Regions from separate parts of the Canis lupus genome. Here region 2 is linked to region 1. Evidence: chromatin contacts called from public Hi-C data. All regions are on one chromosome and are shown on one strand. The core of a region is the stretch at or near the end of the contact, and the rest is flanking DNA. Distances in the headings are between cores, read along the strand shown. Region 1 overlaps LOC102156436 (a long non-coding RNA gene). Region 2 holds the start of KLF6 (Krueppel-like factor 6).

Region 1 (3,964 bases), core at 504-3,003:
TTGGCTTGGTTTTATTTTGCCCTACATGGTCTTTGCAGTCAGCCGCTGATAGGGTGGCCGGAGTGAAAGTCCATTCTGCCCACGCTCCGCGGAGCTCAAAGCCAGTGTTGTCAAGAATCGCTTGACGTCAAGGCTGACTTTTAAATTTGCCAGAAAGGCTTTCTTTGGAGCGAGGTCTGGACCGTCACGTTCTCTTTTTAGAGAGCTACTGCTGGCTGCAGGAATTCGAAGCCCACAGGCTACATTTCTAGATTTTCAATGCATCACATAGATGGGCAGAGGGACCTCAGACGTCGCCATTAGTTTGTTTTTTTGTTTTGTTTTGTTTTTTGCATTAGCACATTTTCATGTGCCATTCATATATTTTCTTCCTTCTAACCACTGTTCTTAGAAAACTCACTTAAAAATAATTTGTTTCTTTCTTGTTTGAATGTCACAGATTTAGTCACCTTGTGTTTTAGGATGAGCTCAGATTTTAATAGTTTTACTTCAATTGAAAGCCTATCTTTGGCTTGTTTACGCTTTCAAACAGGCCTCTCTGAATGTGCCTCTCGAATCCATCTAATCACCTCGCCGAGCTCCTACTTTCTGACACAAAATGACTTTTGAAACATTTTCATTTTCCCTTTCTATTTAATGTACTCCAGTCCACTTTTTTTTTTCTTTTCCTTTCCCTTTTTTTTTTTTTTTTACAGTCCGTCATGGAGTATTTGTTTACCAAATGTTACTTTTCTTGGATCGAATCTATTTTTGAAGAGCTCAAAAGCAAACAACTGTTTGAAGCTGTCAGGCTTCATTTTATTTATGCATGAATAACACAAATAACTGGAAAATGACCTAGCCTGTTTTTCTCAGATTTAGATAGAAAAACTGCTTCCGGGCAATGTTTATGCCAAATGGCTCATGCCAAGTTTCCAGTTTCGGTGCCAACTGGTATTTGCAGCCAAGTTGTAAACCTTTGGTAAACATGGTTTAGAATAGACTCGCAGACCCAACCTGGATGGGGGTTCAAGTGGGACTGGTGAGAATTTACTGAGAATAAAGTTTAGCAGGAACAAGAGGGGAAATGGGCTGGCTGTGAAGAGCTCCCACCAGAACTCGGAAAATATATAAATGATGTTTATGACTGAAATCCCAGTAGACTCATTTAGGCATTTTCTGTATTTCCTTTGCCACCAGTTTGAGTAGCTCGGTGCTCCAAGGGAAGCAGCCAGCAGCCTTGTTCAGCCTCCAGGGTGGGGACAGAGGCCTTGAAAATTGCACAATGTGGATGCTCACTGTGTTCCCATGCATCCATCAAGATGTATAAGAAGGAATCAAACATTTCCTTTTAGAATCTGCTCAGCGATATTCATTCAACTCAGCATCCTCTCTTCTGACACCCTCCCTCCAGCATGTTCTCTCCAAGACCTGAGGGAGATCACACATGTCTCGAGTTCCTAACCATCTCATCTATAGCTTCCCACTTCCTTGGAGTAACACCCCCACTCTTGACTGGGACTCCAAGACCCAGCAGGTGCTGTTCCTTCTGTGTATAAGCTCGTTACGTCCCTCGAATCCCTGTGTTAGGACAACTGTTGGTGATCCCCAAAATTCATATGTTGAATCCTAACCCCCATTATGATGGTGTTGGGAGGTAGGGCCTTTGGGAGGTGATGAGGTCACCTCATCATGGTGGAGTCCCCATGATGGGATTACTGTCTTCATAAAAGAGACCTCAGAGAGCCCGCCTGACACCACCCACCTTGTAAGGACACAGCAAGAAGGTACCATCCATGGACCAGGGAGTGGGGTCATGAGACCCCAGAGTTGCTGGGACCTTGATCCTGGACCTTCATCCTCCAGACAGTGAAGAAGAAGCATCTGTTGTTTGAAAGCACCCAGCCTGTGGTGTTCTGTGACAGAGCCTAAGCAGACAAAGACCCCCATTAGAGCTCTCAGGTTTGAGTGAGACCAACACCCTTGCCTGAGCTTGTTCCTGCTGCTGGAGTTTGGCTGTCTCTGTGTGAGACATGGTTTTTGCCTCTTACTTGTCTCATTCCTTCTTGCTGCTCAGGTCTGAGGTCAACTGGCATGGCCTCCGACAGGCATCTCCTAAGACTCATTTAAAGTAGCTCCCACCTGCCCAGCGCGACCCCCCAATATCTCCATCTAATACATTCTTGGGCTTTTCTTCACTTAGGTGAGCTTGATAGCTTAGTTATTTAATTACTAATTGGAGCATAAATGTGATTAGAATGCAAATTTTATAAGAGCCTGGACTTTTTCTACTGTTTCTTAGTATATTCCTAGGACTGAATAACCCAGAGAGTACTCAATAACTCTTTGTTGAATGAGACAAATGTTTATTAATCCAACATCTCCTATTTACAGGGCAAAATGCCCAGAGCTGGGGTGTGGGACTGAGTAAGATAAAACGATGCTCACAGAAGAGGTTGGCTAGCTGTGTCTCCTGTGAACTTGGTCTCAGGAAACCAGCAAGGGGCCAGGCTGTGCCCAGAAGGCCCAAGGCTGATATCACCTGGGCCCTGGGTCCTGCATCTTGACTCTTGGATGCTGGGTCCTACTCCTGCATCCTGAGTCCTGGATTCTGGGCTCTGTGATCCCATTCCCTACATCCTTGGTCCTGGGTCCTGAGTTCTGAGGTCCTAGTCCTACATCCTTAGTCCTGGATCCTGGGCTCTTAGGTCCTGCTCTTATATCCTTGGTCTTGGATTCTTGGTCCTGGGCTCTGGGTCCAAGGTCCTGTATCCTGAAGTTTCTGCCCATCCCCCCTGGCTTCCTACTCACTTGGCCCTACTACCCTTCCCAACATCTGGCTGGTACAAGCTGCTGTCTCTGTCTCCATCCAGGGTTGTGCTTGGACCCGCAGATGGCTGCAGGTGCCAACAACCAAGGACCCAGGCCTGTATCCCAAGGAAGATTGGTAGGGAAAACACATCTTCATAATTTGTTTTTTTTCCTTGAAGAGGCAGGTTTGCTTTTTTGGGTTTTGGCTTGATTGATTCAGTTATCACTCGACCTGAAGGATATCCTCTCCTCTGAAGTGTGAGTCCTCCCGGGTGGCAGTCGCACCCCTGGTGGGAGTCTGAGCCCTGCCCAGGCCCTCCAGGGAGCCGCGCCACAGAAATCGGGACCTTGTGGGCATGTGGTAAGAGGCGTCTCCACTGGTGTTCAAAGTTAAGTAAAATAAAATAAAGTACATAAAGTAAAGTAAAATAAAAATAAAAGTAAACTATAATAAAATAAAGTGAAAGTAAATAAAGTAGAATGAAATAGAATAAACTAGCCTGACCCGAACTAATATAAAACAGAGGGACTGGTCTCTGAGTCTAATCCGCCTGGGCTTGACTACAATTGCTGTGAAAATCCTGTTCCTACTTTTGAGCCTGAGGCTCTTGGGCACCAGAGGACCTAACTCCCTGGGGACTCCAAAGGGGACAAGATCCCTTTTCTTACGTCTGGGTTTGTGGTCCTGGTTATATTTGAAGGCCTGTGGTCCCTGTGACAGATTCTGGAAGACACTGCCTGGGACCCGAGCAAGCTGGGTGTTGGGCAGAGCTGGCCGCGTCACCAAGAGGAAGCGGGTATCCAGCTCCCAGCTCCCCCGGCTGCCTCTCCCCGCCAGAGTGGGCGCTGCCCCATGGCACGTGACCCCCCCTCCCCACCGGCCAGAAGCCTGCTTTCCGTGCCTGCCCAGTGAGCAAGGGCACTTGCTCCAAGTTCTCCAAGGTGACTTCCCATCGCTTCAACTCCAGGCTTCTGTGGAGCTATTGAGGGAAGGATCTCGAGCGCTTAAAGCGTTTTGTGGGAATCCTAACACCGGTCACGGGACAGCAAGTGTCAAGGCACACGAGAAAACGTTTTGCCACTCATGCCAATCTCTATGCAAAATTTCGTACTTCACTACTGTCCTCCAACCTTTTAACAAAAATGCAAAAACAATTCCATGTCTTAAGTATGA
Region 2 (3,964 bases), core at 659-3,158, 120 kb before region 1:
GCTGATGCGCCAAGGAGAAAGGAAAGCACATTTGCCTCGATCCTGTTAAACTTTCATAATCTGGCTAATTTGAAATCTCCATTATGCTGATAAGCACTGGGGACCGAGACGGAGCTCTTGGAGAGTTTAAAAGGCTCCGGAGGCGACCGGGAGCTCAGCCTGGCTTGGGGCCCAAATCCCAAATGCCCGAAGGAAACTACTTAGATCAATTTCAATCACGTCCTAGGGAGCAGCTTCTTTAGGAGGAAGGGGGGGGGAGGGGAGAGGAAGGCAGGATCGGGCTTGGAACAATTAAGCAGGCATGTGAAGGTTGCAACACTTTGCATTTCATCCCTTTTAAAAGCTTTCTAGGCTTTGAAACGCACAGAATATGTTTGATCTGCTAATTCACTTTGTGACAAAAAGCAAACAGCCAGGCAGGGCACGGAGACAGCCCCGACCCCTCCTTCTATCTTTTTAAAGACAATGGGACAAGTGTCACAATCTCTCTTCTCCCTTCAGGCAATCCTCACGAATTGGGGGAGTGGGAGGAGGTGGGGGGGGAGAAGAGGTTAACTTTCCTAAATGTCCAATGTCAAAAAACTCCAGTTCCACTAAAAAAAAAGAAAAAGAAAAAGAAAAAGAAAAAGAAAAAAAAAAGAAAGAAAAGAAAAAAACAGGAAAAAAAAAACATGCCGGAAACCGAGACTCTTCTCCTCAAACTCAGACTTAAAGCAATTTGGACCGGCTCATTGTCATATGACTGAGAAGTCACTGGTTGTGCAAACATTGTTGGCTTTTTTTTTTTTTTTCCTCCTCTCTCTTTCTGGTCAACAAAAGACGCAGGTAAAGAAAAACAAGGCAGATCGAAACACATCTTAAGGATTTCCAAAGAGGAAGGAGAAACTGGAAATGGCCCAGGAGGGACAACGAGCTGGTGGAAAGATTTCACTGGTGACATTTTTAATTGGGGGGGGGGGGGACAAAAACTGTCAGTACAAACATAAAAAAAAAAAAAAAAAAGCAAAACACAAACGATTTCTCCATTTCGGAAAAAAAAAAAAAAAAGGCAACAACAAACCCTTGGCACTGTACGGCGGCTCCCAGGAGCAGCTCCAGCGGCGGAGAGTGGAGCTGCTGGGAGCAGCAAAGTTCTGCCCAGGGCTGCCCAGGGCAGAAGCCGCGAGCCCGGGGCTGCCCTCCCGAGGCTGCGCCCCTGCAGCCCGGGCCCCGGCCGCCGCGCCGCGCTCCGGTGACAGCCCTGCTCCGCGCCGTCCCCGGCTCCTCGCAGGTGCCTCCCGCACGCACGCAGCACAGGCTCGTTCTCAGGCTCAGGATTTTATGTATTTATTTTATTTTTTTTATTTTTAACAAAATGTACGCAAACCATCCAAAACAAAAAACAAAAAAAACAAAAAACACAAAAAAAAAACAAACAAACAAAAAAAAAGAAAAATAAGAGAAGGAGGAGGAGGAGGAGGAGCGCGCACGCCGGAGCGCCGAGCATCCAGCCCGCGCGGGCTTGCACGGTGCTGGCGGCCCGGGCACCTGGCCCCGCGAGCGCGGCTTACCTGTTGCCAGTACTCCTCCAGGGAGGGCAGCGCCGAGAAGTAGCCGGTCTCGTGCACGATCTGCAGCTCCTGGAAGATGCTGCACATGGGCAGTACGTCCATGTCGGGCTGGAAGAGGCAGTCCCCGCCGCCGCCGAGAACGCAGGGAGCTGTGCGGGCTGGAGCCGGGAGCGCAGCGGCCGTGCCTGCAGCGCCGGGGAAAGTTTCATGCAAACTCAGCGCGCAGCAGTGAGGCGCCGCGGGTTCGGATCCTGCCGGAGCCCGGAGACGCGCTCGCGAGCCCACACAATATTTGCAAACACCGGACTGACTGCAAACGTAACCCCTGCAAAACTTCCCTATTCAAAGCTCCGCTGCCAGCCTCCCCCCTCCTCCCCGCCCGGCTCCCCCCACTCCCTCCCCCCACGTGACTCGCCCATGCCCGCCCCGCGCGCCGCCCAATCACGCTGCGCCCGGCCCGGGGGCCGCGCGCCGGTGATGTCAGCTCCGGCCAATGGCGGGCGGCGACTCACAGCGGCCCCGCCTGGCGTGACCGAGCCTCTCCGTCAGCCGCCCGGCCATTGGCCCAATTCGAACTTCAGGCGGCGCTGATTGGACGGCGTCCTCGCAGGCTATTTTTAGCAGGGTATATAAGGCGCGGGCCGCCGCGCGCCGGAGGAGTCGGCGCTGGGAGGTGCGGGCCGAGCGGCTCAGTGCGCCCGCGGCCGCCCGACCGGCCGAGCCGCTCCTCCGCCCGCGCCCGGGCCCGGACCCGGACCCCGGACCCCGGACCCCCCGCTCCCCGCTCCCCGCTCCCCGGCCGCGTCACCCAGGCCCCGGGACGCTCCGCGCCCCGCCCCCCGGACCCGGTCCCGGTCCCGGTGCCCCCGCCGAGCCGCTCCGTGCGCCGCGCTGCCCGGCCGGCCGCCCTCGGGCCTCCGCGCCCCGGCCCCGGCCCCGGCCCCAGCCCCGGCCCTGCCCCCGGACGCCCCTCCGTCCCCCCGCCCCGCGGCCGCCCCGGGCCTCGCCTCCGCCCTGGCATCCTCTGCCCCCGCCCCCGCCGTGCACCCGCCCCGCCCCCCGTGCGTGCCCCCTGCCCCCTCCCGTGCATCCTCCCCTGCCTCCCTCGCCCATCCTCCCTGCTCCCCTCGCCCATCCTCTGCCCCCCCCCCCCCCCCCCCCGTGCATCCTCCTCGGCCCCCCTCATCCATCCTCTGCTCCCCTCACCCATCCTCCTCTGCCCCCCTCACCCGTCCTCCCTGCCCCCCTCACCCATCCTCCTCGGCCTCCCCCCTCCCATGCATCCTCCCCTGACCCCCTCGCCCATCCTCCCTGCTCCCCTCGCCCATCCTCTGCCCCCCCTCCCCCCCGTGCATCCTCCTCGGCCCCCCTCATCCATCCTCTGCTCCCCTCACCCATCTTCCTCTGCCCCCCTCACCCGTCCTCCCTGCCCCCCTCACCCATCCTCCTCGGCCTCCCCCCTCCCGTGCATCCTCCCCTGCCTCCCTCGCCCATCCTCCCTGCTCCCCTCGCCCATCCTCTGCCCCCCCTCCCCCCCGTGCATCCTCCTCGGCCCCCCTCATCCATCCTCTGCTCCCCTCACCCATCTTCCTCTGCCCCCCTCACCCGTCCTCCCTGCCCCCCTCACCCATCCTCCTCGGCCTCCCCCCTCCCATGCATCCTCCCCTGACCCCCTCGCCCATCCCCTCTGCTCCCCTCGCCCATTCCCTCTGCCCCCCTCACCCATCCTCCCCTGCCCCCCCTCCTCCATCCTCCTCTGCCCCCAGTGCATCCTCCTCGGGCTTCCCCCTCTCCCGTGCATCCTCCCGTGTCCCCCTCGCCCATCCTCCTCAGCCCCCGTCATCCATCCTCTCTGCCCCCCTCGCCCATCCTCCCCGCCCCCGTGCATCCTCCCTGCCCCCCCACCCATCCTCCTCTACTCCCCTCACCCATCCTCTTCTGCTCCCTCATCCGTCCTCCCTGCCCCCTCACCCATCCTCCTCTGCCCCCCTTGCCCATCCTCCCCTGCCCCCCTCGCCCATCCTCCCCTGCCCCCCTCGCCCATCCTCCCCTGTCCCCCTCACCCATCCTCCTCTGCCCCCCTCATCCGTCCTCCCTGCCCGCCTCACCTATCTTCCTCTGTGCCCCTCATCCAATCTCCTCCGTCCCCTGCCTCCATCCTCTTCTGCATTCCCTGTCCATCCTCTGTCCTCTGATTGACTCCGTCTCCTCTGACCCGTCTGTGTCCCCCGTCCACCCTCCTCTACCTCTCCTATCTTGCACTATCTCCCTCCATGCTCCTCTGTCCCCCACCCTCTTCTGTCCTCCCACCTTGTCCCCCTCTGTTCCTCTCTGTCCTCTGCTCCTACCTCATTCCCCCTCTGTCCTCATCCTCTTCTGTCCCCCGTCCATCCTCCTCTGTCCCTCAGTCCCCC

Evidence for each region. Hi-C and Micro-C count contacts between places; a contact is called where the count stands out from the background.
Region 2: a Hi-C map of amygdala shows a contact between it and region 1, with 2.3 times the contacts expected there. The contact joins the promoter of KLF6 here to the enhancer-like site in region 1. A contact is called at or near these places in 2 of 9 Hi-C or Micro-C datasets (amygdala and skin fibroblasts).

Annotation. Positions count from the first base shown.
Region 1 is chr2:30,565,525-30,569,488 of UU_Cfam_GSD_1.0, reverse strand. The region is part of intron 1 of LOC102156436 (a long non-coding RNA gene); the gene reads left to right. Among named protein-coding and RNA genes, the nearest start is that of KLF6, 120 kb to the left of the region's middle. Within about 2 kb of position 1,753, at least 4 of the 20 cell types and tissues checked have an H3K27ac peak or open chromatin away from gene starts, as enhancers often do.
Region 2 is chr2:30,686,843-30,690,806 of UU_Cfam_GSD_1.0, reverse strand. It overlaps KLF6 (Krueppel-like factor 6), which reads right to left and starts at 1,908. Exons shown (of 4, transcript XM_038530210.1): 1 at 1,551-1,908. The coding sequence starts at 1,652.